2 separate regions of the Sus scrofa genome follow, and region 1 is linked to region 2. Evidence: chromatin contacts called from public Hi-C data. All regions are on one chromosome and are shown on one strand. Each heading gives the region's core, a stretch centred on a gene start, on an enhancer-like site or on the middle of the called end of the contact. The rest is flanking DNA. Distances are from core to core; before and after follow the strand shown.

Region 1 (4,455 bases), core at 304-2,803, 83 kb after region 2:
CATCTGTGTGCGTGTGCGTGTGTGTATGCCAGGCTTTCATGTAAAATGCATTTTTTAAAAATTTTCCCACTGTACAACAAGGGGATCAAGTTATCCTTACATGTATACAATTACATGAAATGCATTTTTTAAATTGTAGGTCCTGGTCAAAACAGTTTGGAAAACAGGCAGAAAGATATTATGGAAAAATCCCGGGCTTTTGAGTAAGCCTAAGGTTCAAATCCTGGCTCAGACATTTACTAGATGTGTGACCTGGGGGAAGTTGCTTGGCCTCTCTGATCCTCAGTTGCCTCATCTGAAAAGTTGGGGTTAAGTTAGGTAATGCGTCCTCAGTACTTGGCACAATCAAGGCAGGTGGTTTTAACTTTTTTTTTTTTTTTTTAAGTCTCAGACTCATTTAGGAATCTGATGGAAGATCCTTAGCCCAGAAAAATGAGCTGATGCCCCAAATATCTCGCACACACCCCCATTCCTCCCTCCCCAAGAGCACTCACACGGTGGAGCTGCGGTGACTCCTTGTGGACAGGCCCTGCTCCGCCCTCACCAGTCGCTGGTAGGAGATTCCTGTGGCCACAAAAAGACAAACAAAAAGAAACAGGTTACAGGTGTATCTGCTCCTTCGGCAGCCATGGCCCTGCGCCTGGCAGGAGCCCAGCACTGGAGAATCAGGGCGGGGGTTTGGAATGAGGATCAAAACTAGGGGCAGATTAGAGCTGGGAGTCTGACTCCCAGGCCCCAGCTCGGCTCCACCTGCCCCGCAAAGCTTCACACTTCAGAGATGGTGGGGCCAGGCACCCTGGGAGGAGGGCAGGGCCTTGAAGCGGTCGTGTCTCCTGCTGTCTAGCTGGTCCTGGTTCCTGTCACCGTGGCCCCTTCCTGGTGTCAGGCACCCCTCAGCTCAGCCCCGGCACCAGCCAGCCCCCCCACCCCTCAGCATCCCCGTCTCGCCTCCCACACACCCTCAGGGGATCTCAGTTGTGCCACCTTGTCCCTCCCTAAGGCTGAGCCCCCCGCCCCGCAGACCCCCGCCCAGCCTTCCCCTCTGGCCTCATCCACCTCTCATCTCCTCTGCTGCCAATGTGCTGAGAAGGAACGAACCCAAGTTTTCCCTTTTTTCCTGCACCCAGATGCAGTTCTGTAGCTGGAAAAGAGACCCTTCGCAGTATGGATTCAGTTCTGTGTCACTGGCGGTGAAGACATCAGACAGCAGTTCCCTCGCCTCGCTGATGGGGCTGGGATTCAGGGGGGCAGGCAGCCTCCCTGGCAGGGCTTGGACATCTTCACGGGGGCCCTGCTGGCTGTGAACTGGGTGTGGGCTGGGGGCGGGAAGGCCAGCTCCTCAGGGAAGCACAAAGCCCAGTCTGCGGTTACAGACCGCTGCAAACAGAAGGGCCATGACTTGCAAATGGCTGAAAAGCCCCAGTGGATGCTCTTCCAACTTTGGATCAAATTGCTTTGATGTGGGGCCTTCTGTTTGCTGTGTCTTGTAGGTAATGATCACGTGTTTAGATGTTAATGTTATGCCGATTTTGACTGGAAAGCCCCGGAAACATTGGTGACTATCAGGACTCACGACACCACCTGGTGGCCACTCACAGGCATGACAGAGACAAGCCTCCTCATTGCCCCTTGAACCCCCAACAAAGTACTGGAGGAGTTGGTACCCCGCCCGCCCAGGCCCCCCAGCCCCCCTGCCCCCAAGTCCCAGACAAATACATAGCAAAGCCTTCTTCTGGCCCGTCCTCACTTTCCTTTTACCATGTTATGCATTTAATTGTAACCTACACCCCGCTGACCCGTCACTACTCCCACTTCTGCCCCTGTTGACGCAGGCCAGGCCCAGATTCCAGCAGTTCCCAAGTGGATCCTAGAGCCTCAGATGAAACTCTCGACCCCTCTCCCAAAGACACCCATCAACCCCCCTCCCTGGCTTGTCTTGATAATGATCCTGCATTTCTCTGGGAGCAGCGGGACGGGGAGGATGGGCGCTTCTCCCTTTGACCTTCACCCCCTGCCCTGGGCACCTCAGCAGGTGGGAACAGCTTTCTGCGACTGGATTTCTTTCTAGATCAAGGCCGCCCCAAGGGGCTGAAGAAACACATGCCTAGGTGATTCGGTGTCAGGTACTAACTTGTAGCAAATCGAAAGGGCCGCCTCATACAGGCAAGGTCATGGCCGGTGGGGGCCGGTGGCAGGTGGCCACACGAAGTTCAAAAGCCACCTGAACCCTTCCCAGTGGAGCCTTGTTTACCAACATGACCTTCCCTTCTTAATTTTTAGAATTTATTTTAGGAGTTCCTGTCGTGGCTCAGTTGTTAACGAATCCAACTAGGAACTGCGAGGTGGCGGGTTAGATCCCTGGCCTCGCTCAATGGGTTAAGGATCCAGCGTTGCTGTGAGCTGTGGTGTAGGCTGCAGATGCAGCTCAGATCCCGCGTTGTTGTGGCTCTGGTGTAGGCCAGCAGCTACAGCTCCAATTCGACCCCTAGCCTGGGAACCTCTATATGCCACAGGAGTGGCCCAAGAAATGGCAAAAAAACCAAAAAAAAAAAAAAAAAAAAAAAAAAGAAAAGGCAAAAAGATAAAAAAAATAAAAAATAAAAAAACAATAAAATAAAATTTATTTTACCTATTTTATCTTATTTTTTGTCTTTTTCTAATTTTAATTTAATTTAATTTTATTTTTTAGGGCTGAACCCACGGCATATGGAGGTTCCAGGCTAGGGGTCTAATCAAAGTCACAGCTGCTGGCCTACGCCACAGCCACGGCCACAGCCACCAGATCCGAGCCACGTCTGCAACCTATACCACAGCTCATGGCAATTCTGGATCCTTAAACCACTGAGCAGGGCCAGAGATTGAACCTGCATCCTCAGGGCTACTAGCTGGGTTCATTACCACTGAACCACAACAGGAACTCCCCCAATCATTTTATTTTGATTGAAGCATAGTTGATTTACAATGTGTTAGCTGCAGGTATAAAGCAAAGTGACTCAGTTATACGCACAAATACATATATATATACACACCTCTTCTTTTTCAGATTCTTTTCCATTTGAGGTTATTACAAGATATTGCGGATCGTTCCCTGTGCTATACAGTAGAACCTTGGTGTTTATTTTATATACAAATAGTGTGTATATGCTAACCCCGAACTCCAAATCTATCCCTCACTTTCCCCCTTTGTCAAAGTCATGACCAGAAATGGCCTTTCTGCACAAGACAGCCGACTATGAAGACATAGGATGTGTGACAATCACCACCAGTGTCACCGAGCATGGGTACCACCTTAATGACACCCTTGCAGAATGTCACGCTGAGGACACGCCAGGGGGGGGCCTGGGCATCCGTGAGGTGGCAGCAAGAACAGTGTCCCGGTTCGCCTGATGTTTTCCCCTAAGCGCCACGATGCCACAGAGTCCCCAGTGCTAACGTGGCAGGGGAGGGGCAGCCTTAGCTGCATCCCAGTCCCTGCAGGAGAGCAGGCCGAGTTCCTCTTCCGGCCTCTGCAGGGACCGGCAACTCCCGTGTGATAGAGCCTGACCCACCTGGTACCCTGATGCCAACACTCCCAGCCGTTGGCTGTCTCTTAGCTTTCCTCCTTTCTGGGGTCCCTGAGCAGCGGCTCCCTGCCCCTGTCTCTGGGGGCCTGGGTTCTAGGAAGTCCGTGGGAACTGGGGTCTCGGGCCATGAGGCCTCCGCAGGCCCTGGGTGGGAAGGGTAGGCACAGCCTTGGGTGGGGGTGGGGTGGGGTGGGGAGGGGGGTCAGGCCTGCACCAGGTCAGGAAGGCGAGAGGGAGGAGAGCGGAAGGAGACCACTGCGCAGAAGGCCACACTGGCACAGGGGTTATGGTTCTGGGAATAAATGGGCCAAGGTGAAAAAAAGACATGCTGCTTTGAACAAGTGCAGCGACCTCCAGAAGTGCCTGTGGGTTGGGTGGAGTCTCACTTGGCAGAGTCTCCAGGCCTGGGAGTTAGACACGCCACCCCAGCATCTAGTCACCTCAACAGGGCCAGTCCGGGTTTTCCAGGCCCCTCTCACCATAAGTCATACAGGGCTTACTAGGCACTGCCTCTTCTTTACCAATGAGACCCTGAGCAATGCACGCAGCTGCCGAGTCATCGTTTTCAACGTCCCTTGCAGAAAGAGGTGGGTGGGGCCTCTGGAAGACCCCTTTTTAACACCCCCTGCTTCCTCCTTTTTGTTAACTGGAATGGGGACGCGATGGCCAGAGCTCCAGCAGCCATCTTAGGCCACGAAGTGACCTTGAGGACAAAGTTTCCTGCTAAGGATGGCGGAGCAGAAAGATGGGAGAAGTCTGGGCCAGAATGTTCATGGGACCATTGTGTCAACCCTGGACTGCCACCTTCCAGATCTGTTTCGTGTAAGAAGAAGAAACAAACCCCTATGAGTTTAAGTCCCTGTTACTTGGGGTTTTCTGTTATAGGCAGCTG
Region 2 (3,927 bases), core at 640-3,139:
CAGCGTGCAAAGGGACAGCAGTACTGACCACGCTGAAAGCAGCTGCCCCAGGAGTACCTGTCACCCCTGAAGAGGTAGGATGGAGAACGCCCGATGTGGTCCTGGCCCCGTGGACGGAGCCCAGAGAGTAGCCAGGCAGGTGACTGACAGATTCTCGGCCACTCTCCCCAGGTCTTCCTCTGAAACCATCGGCTCCTGCGACCCCAGTACCCTCTGGGCTGGGCGCCTGGGCCCCCCGGCGGGGCGGTTGGAGGCTGGCTCCGGGGTCGAGGTGACGTTCACGGTTAGTGCGACCCCCGGTGGCAGGACCGTCACGGTCACGCTGTGGCTTCCATTACAGGGGCGGTCTCTGTCCAAGGGCGGCACCAGGACCATCAACAGGCTGGCTCCCACCGAGCCGAGCAGCGAGCCTATCAGAAGCACCCTCCGTTTCTGGTAGCTTTTGGCCAGGAAGGCACAGAATGGAGCCCAGAAGGTGGCGATCAGATGCTTGGTTCCCATTAGGATGCCCACCCAGGGCGCGGCCAAGCCCAGCTGCCGCAGGTAGAGGGTCAGGAACGGGGTCACGCAGGCATCCCGGACCCCACACACCAGGTGGAAGAGCCTGGCCACCCACAGCGCCCTGCTGATGTCCCATTGGGGGTTGGCGCTCATGGCTGCCCGGCTCCGTCAGACCCGGGCGGGCGGAGGGCGCGGCGGGGCGCGGGGCGGGCGCGGCGTCATGTCCCCGGGAGGGGGGCTCCGAGCGGGGACCGAGCCGCAGGGCGCCTCCAGCCTCCGGCGGCGCCGCGGTCACCGGGTCAACGGCCGCCCCCGCCCCCACGTCCGGCCACCGGCCCGGAAGTGGCCCCGCCCGGAGGACTCCGCACCTAGGGGCGGGGCCCGCGCACCTGCGGGCCGCACCTGCCACGTCCCCGGGCCTCCTGGCCGCACCTGCCGGATGTGCGCGAGGGTCGCGGACTGTGGCCTGCAGGGGGCGCTCCAGGCCGCCCCCTCCCTGGGCCGGGCGTTGCCCACCAAGCTGGGTTAGATCCCTGACCTCAACTTGGGTGGGAGGGAGAGGGAATAGCGTTCATGGCGTTAGCCCCGTTTTCACATTCCTCACATCTTCACTCACATGCCCCGCTGGTCAAGAACCAAACCCCATTTCCCTCAGTGTCCACCCTCACTGACAAATCCCGCCCCTTCCCCAGATTCGCACCCCCAGCCCACCGGGCCCCCTGCCCGGCTAATTTTTCTCCCTAGGACCGCGTTGCTGTCAAACACACTACCGGTTTCTGTTTCACGGTCTCTCTTGTTAACTGCCTGCCGCCATCAGGATCAAAGTGCTATTTTTGTCCCCAGGCTCTAGAACTGTTTGATGGGAACTGAGCTGCCTCTGGAAGAGGCATGACCTTAGGTGACACAGTTTTCTTTAAGGCAGATGATCCCTAGAGAGGGACTGAGGTCAGTCTTGAGGTGGCAGCTCCGCCAAGCAGTCCTCCCAGCCTCCCCCTAACATTATGCATGTACTAGATTGTTTAGGGGACACCGAAGAGTGCTTAGTTGTCCATTTTGGGTACACACAGACCACAGCGGGTTAGCTAACATCCCAAAGCCACCCTCCAGAGGCAGGGAATACAAGCATGTTAATAATCTGAAAATCAGCAGAAGTGGATTCATTAAGGAGCCAAAGGGATACTGGCAAAATTGCACCGGTGAAGCTGGTGGTCTCCAAGTCGCATGGGTTGTTACTAAAAATTCGGAGGTGTTTTCACCCTTGGTGAACAGGGCATAGGAACCCAGAAGTTCCTGCTGTGGCTCAACAGGTTAAGAAGCCAACATAATGTCCACGAGGATGCAGGTTGGATCCCTGACCTCGCTCACTGGGTTAAGGATCCCTCGATGCCGCACGCTGCCGTGTAGGTCGCAGATGTGGCTTGGATCCAGCGTTGCTATGGCTGTGATGTAGGCTGGCAGCTGCAGCTCCGCTTCCACCTCCAGCCTGGAAACTTCCATATGCTGCCAGTGCAGCCATTAAAAAAAAGAAGAAGAATCTAGAGATTCCAGCAGTCTAAACCCTTTGGAATGGTAGCCTTTACTCCAAGACGGCCCAAGGTCCAGCCAACTGTGTTCAGTGAACTTTGCAGCCAGGTTGGTGTGGAGCATCTCATCTGGCTGGGGCTGGGGCTGGGGCTGGGGGAGGAGAAGGGCTGCTTGCCAACACATGTCTGAATGCGCAGCCAAACTTGATCTACAACATGCTTTTTTGTGTGAGCTGATGGAGAGGTTGTTGGGGGAGGAGGCCAGGAGCTTTCCCCTAACTCTGTCAGCTGGTAAACTCTGCAAATGTTTATTTCAAGAACCTGGTCATCTGGAGATCCCGGCATGGCCTGGTGGTAACGAATCCGACTAGCATCCATGAGGATGTGGGTTCCATGCCTTCCGCTGTCCCCTGGCTCTGAGAATGTGATCAGAGACCTGCCCCGACTCCCGGGGCAATGAAGCCACAAGTGAAGAGCCTAACTCTTCATCCTGCCACTCCGAACTTGGAAGGGACTTGTCCACCCCACCGCCACCATCCCCTGCGACTGCCCAGGGGACAGGGATGGGCTTATACCCGGATGTAAGTGGCTGAACTCAAAAACCAAGAAATTTGGTATCTTTCCTTTTTCTTTTTTATTCTTTTTAGGGCCACCCCTGCGGCATATGGAGGTTCCCAGGCTAGGGGTCGAATTGGAGCTACAGCTGCCGGCCTAGACCACAGCCACAGCAACACCAGATCTAAGCCACATCCACAACCTACACCATGGCTCACAGCAATGCCAGATCTTTAAACCACTGAGTGAGGCCAGGGACTGAACCTGCATCATCATGGATACTAGTTGGGTTCTTAACCCACTGAGCCACAAGGGGAACTCCCGCATTTTAATCTCTGGCTCTTCTGAAACTAACCTGCATTCCCACCTCCGTTTGGGACAGAGCTGGTCAGGAGGCCCTCAAGTGACCAAGAGGGCTGGGCAGGTGGACAGAACACACCAGTAAATATTTCTTGAAGATTTTACCTGGCCTAAGCAGTTTCATGCAGTTGGACTGAGGAATGCCTCTGCTCTCTACTAAAATGCAAGTATGGATGATATTAGATGAAGGCAGAAACACTTTAGTGTGTATTTATTGAATCTGACATTTCTGTCTCAGCCAGAAGAGATGGCCGCCTGGGAGCAGGTAAGGTGGGCAGTGGCCTGAGGGAGGAGGGATGGCGGCCCCTGCCTGCTTCCTGTGTCCCCCAGGCCGCCGGGCCCTGGCCAGGACAGCAGCTCTCACCTTGGCTTTAAGGGCCGGGCAGGGAGCCTGAGTGGGAGAAGACAGCGGGAGAGGCAGGAAATGAGAAATCCACAAAGGATGAAGCTGGGTGCGAGGAGCTGGGCTTTGGTGCAGCTTGGCCAGGGCCTGCCCGGGCTTTGTTCGGGCCTTGCTCCATCACACCCCCGCGGCCCGCTGCCCTCGCTCTAGGCACCTGCTGGCTTCTAGGACCGGCTGGAAGCCGCCCAGGGGGACTGGGCATTGGTCCGGCGGTTGGTGTGACTGTCTGGGGGCCGGCGGGGTAGTGTGCTCTTACTCGCGGGCCTGCCTCTCTTGGACTCAGCGGTTCTGTGCCCCCTTCAGGCTCATTGGACGATGCCAGAGAACGTGTTGATGGGCATTAGAAGGGGTTTGGCCTTGGCTTTGGTCCTTTCCATCTCCTGCCCATGTGAACTCAGCCACGAGGCCTTGGGTTTCTGGGCCCTGGAACACGGCTCTGGGCAGGGAGCAACCTCGAATCTGCGGGTGGAGAGAAGCCAGCTCAGGAGACCCATCTGGGTGGTGGGGGTGGGGGGGGTCACATCTGCCTGGGATTTTTTTTTTTTTTATTTTTATGGCTGAACCTGCAGCTTATGGACCTTCCCA

The links. A called contact is a pair of places that touch in the nucleus more often than the background predicts.
Region 1: a contact with region 2 is called in a Hi-C map of retroperitoneal adipose tissue, with 2.1 times the contacts expected there. The contact joins the enhancer-like site here to the promoter of MFSD6L in region 2. A contact is called at or near these places in 5 of 47 Hi-C or Micro-C datasets (brain, embryonic fibroblasts, heart right ventricle and 2 more) and 1 of 2 datasets of contacts at active chromatin or transcription factors (alveolar macrophages).

Annotation. Positions count from the first base shown.
Region 1 is chr12:53,991,343-53,995,797 of Sscrofa11.1, forward strand. It overlaps PIK3R5 (phosphoinositide-3-kinase regulatory subunit 5), which reads right to left. Exons shown (of 19, transcript NM_213851.1): 6 at 495-564. Among named protein-coding and RNA genes, the nearest start is that of PIK3R6, 22 kb to the left of the region's middle. Within about 2 kb of position 1,554, at least 6 of the 83 cell types and tissues checked have an H3K27ac peak or open chromatin away from gene starts, as enhancers often do. A contact at or near this core is called in alveolar macrophages and retroperitoneal adipose tissue, where this site is marked.
Region 2 is chr12:53,907,876-53,911,802 of Sscrofa11.1, forward strand. MFSD6L (major facilitator superfamily domain-containing protein 6-like) reads right to left here and starts at 1,890. Exons shown (of 2, transcript XM_005674644.3): 1 at 217-1,890; 2 at 1-214. The coding sequence starts at 654. PIK3R6 (phosphoinositide 3-kinase regulatory subunit 6) reads right to left here. Exons shown (of 21, transcript XM_021067869.1): 21 at 3,124-3,801. The coding sequence ends at 3,648.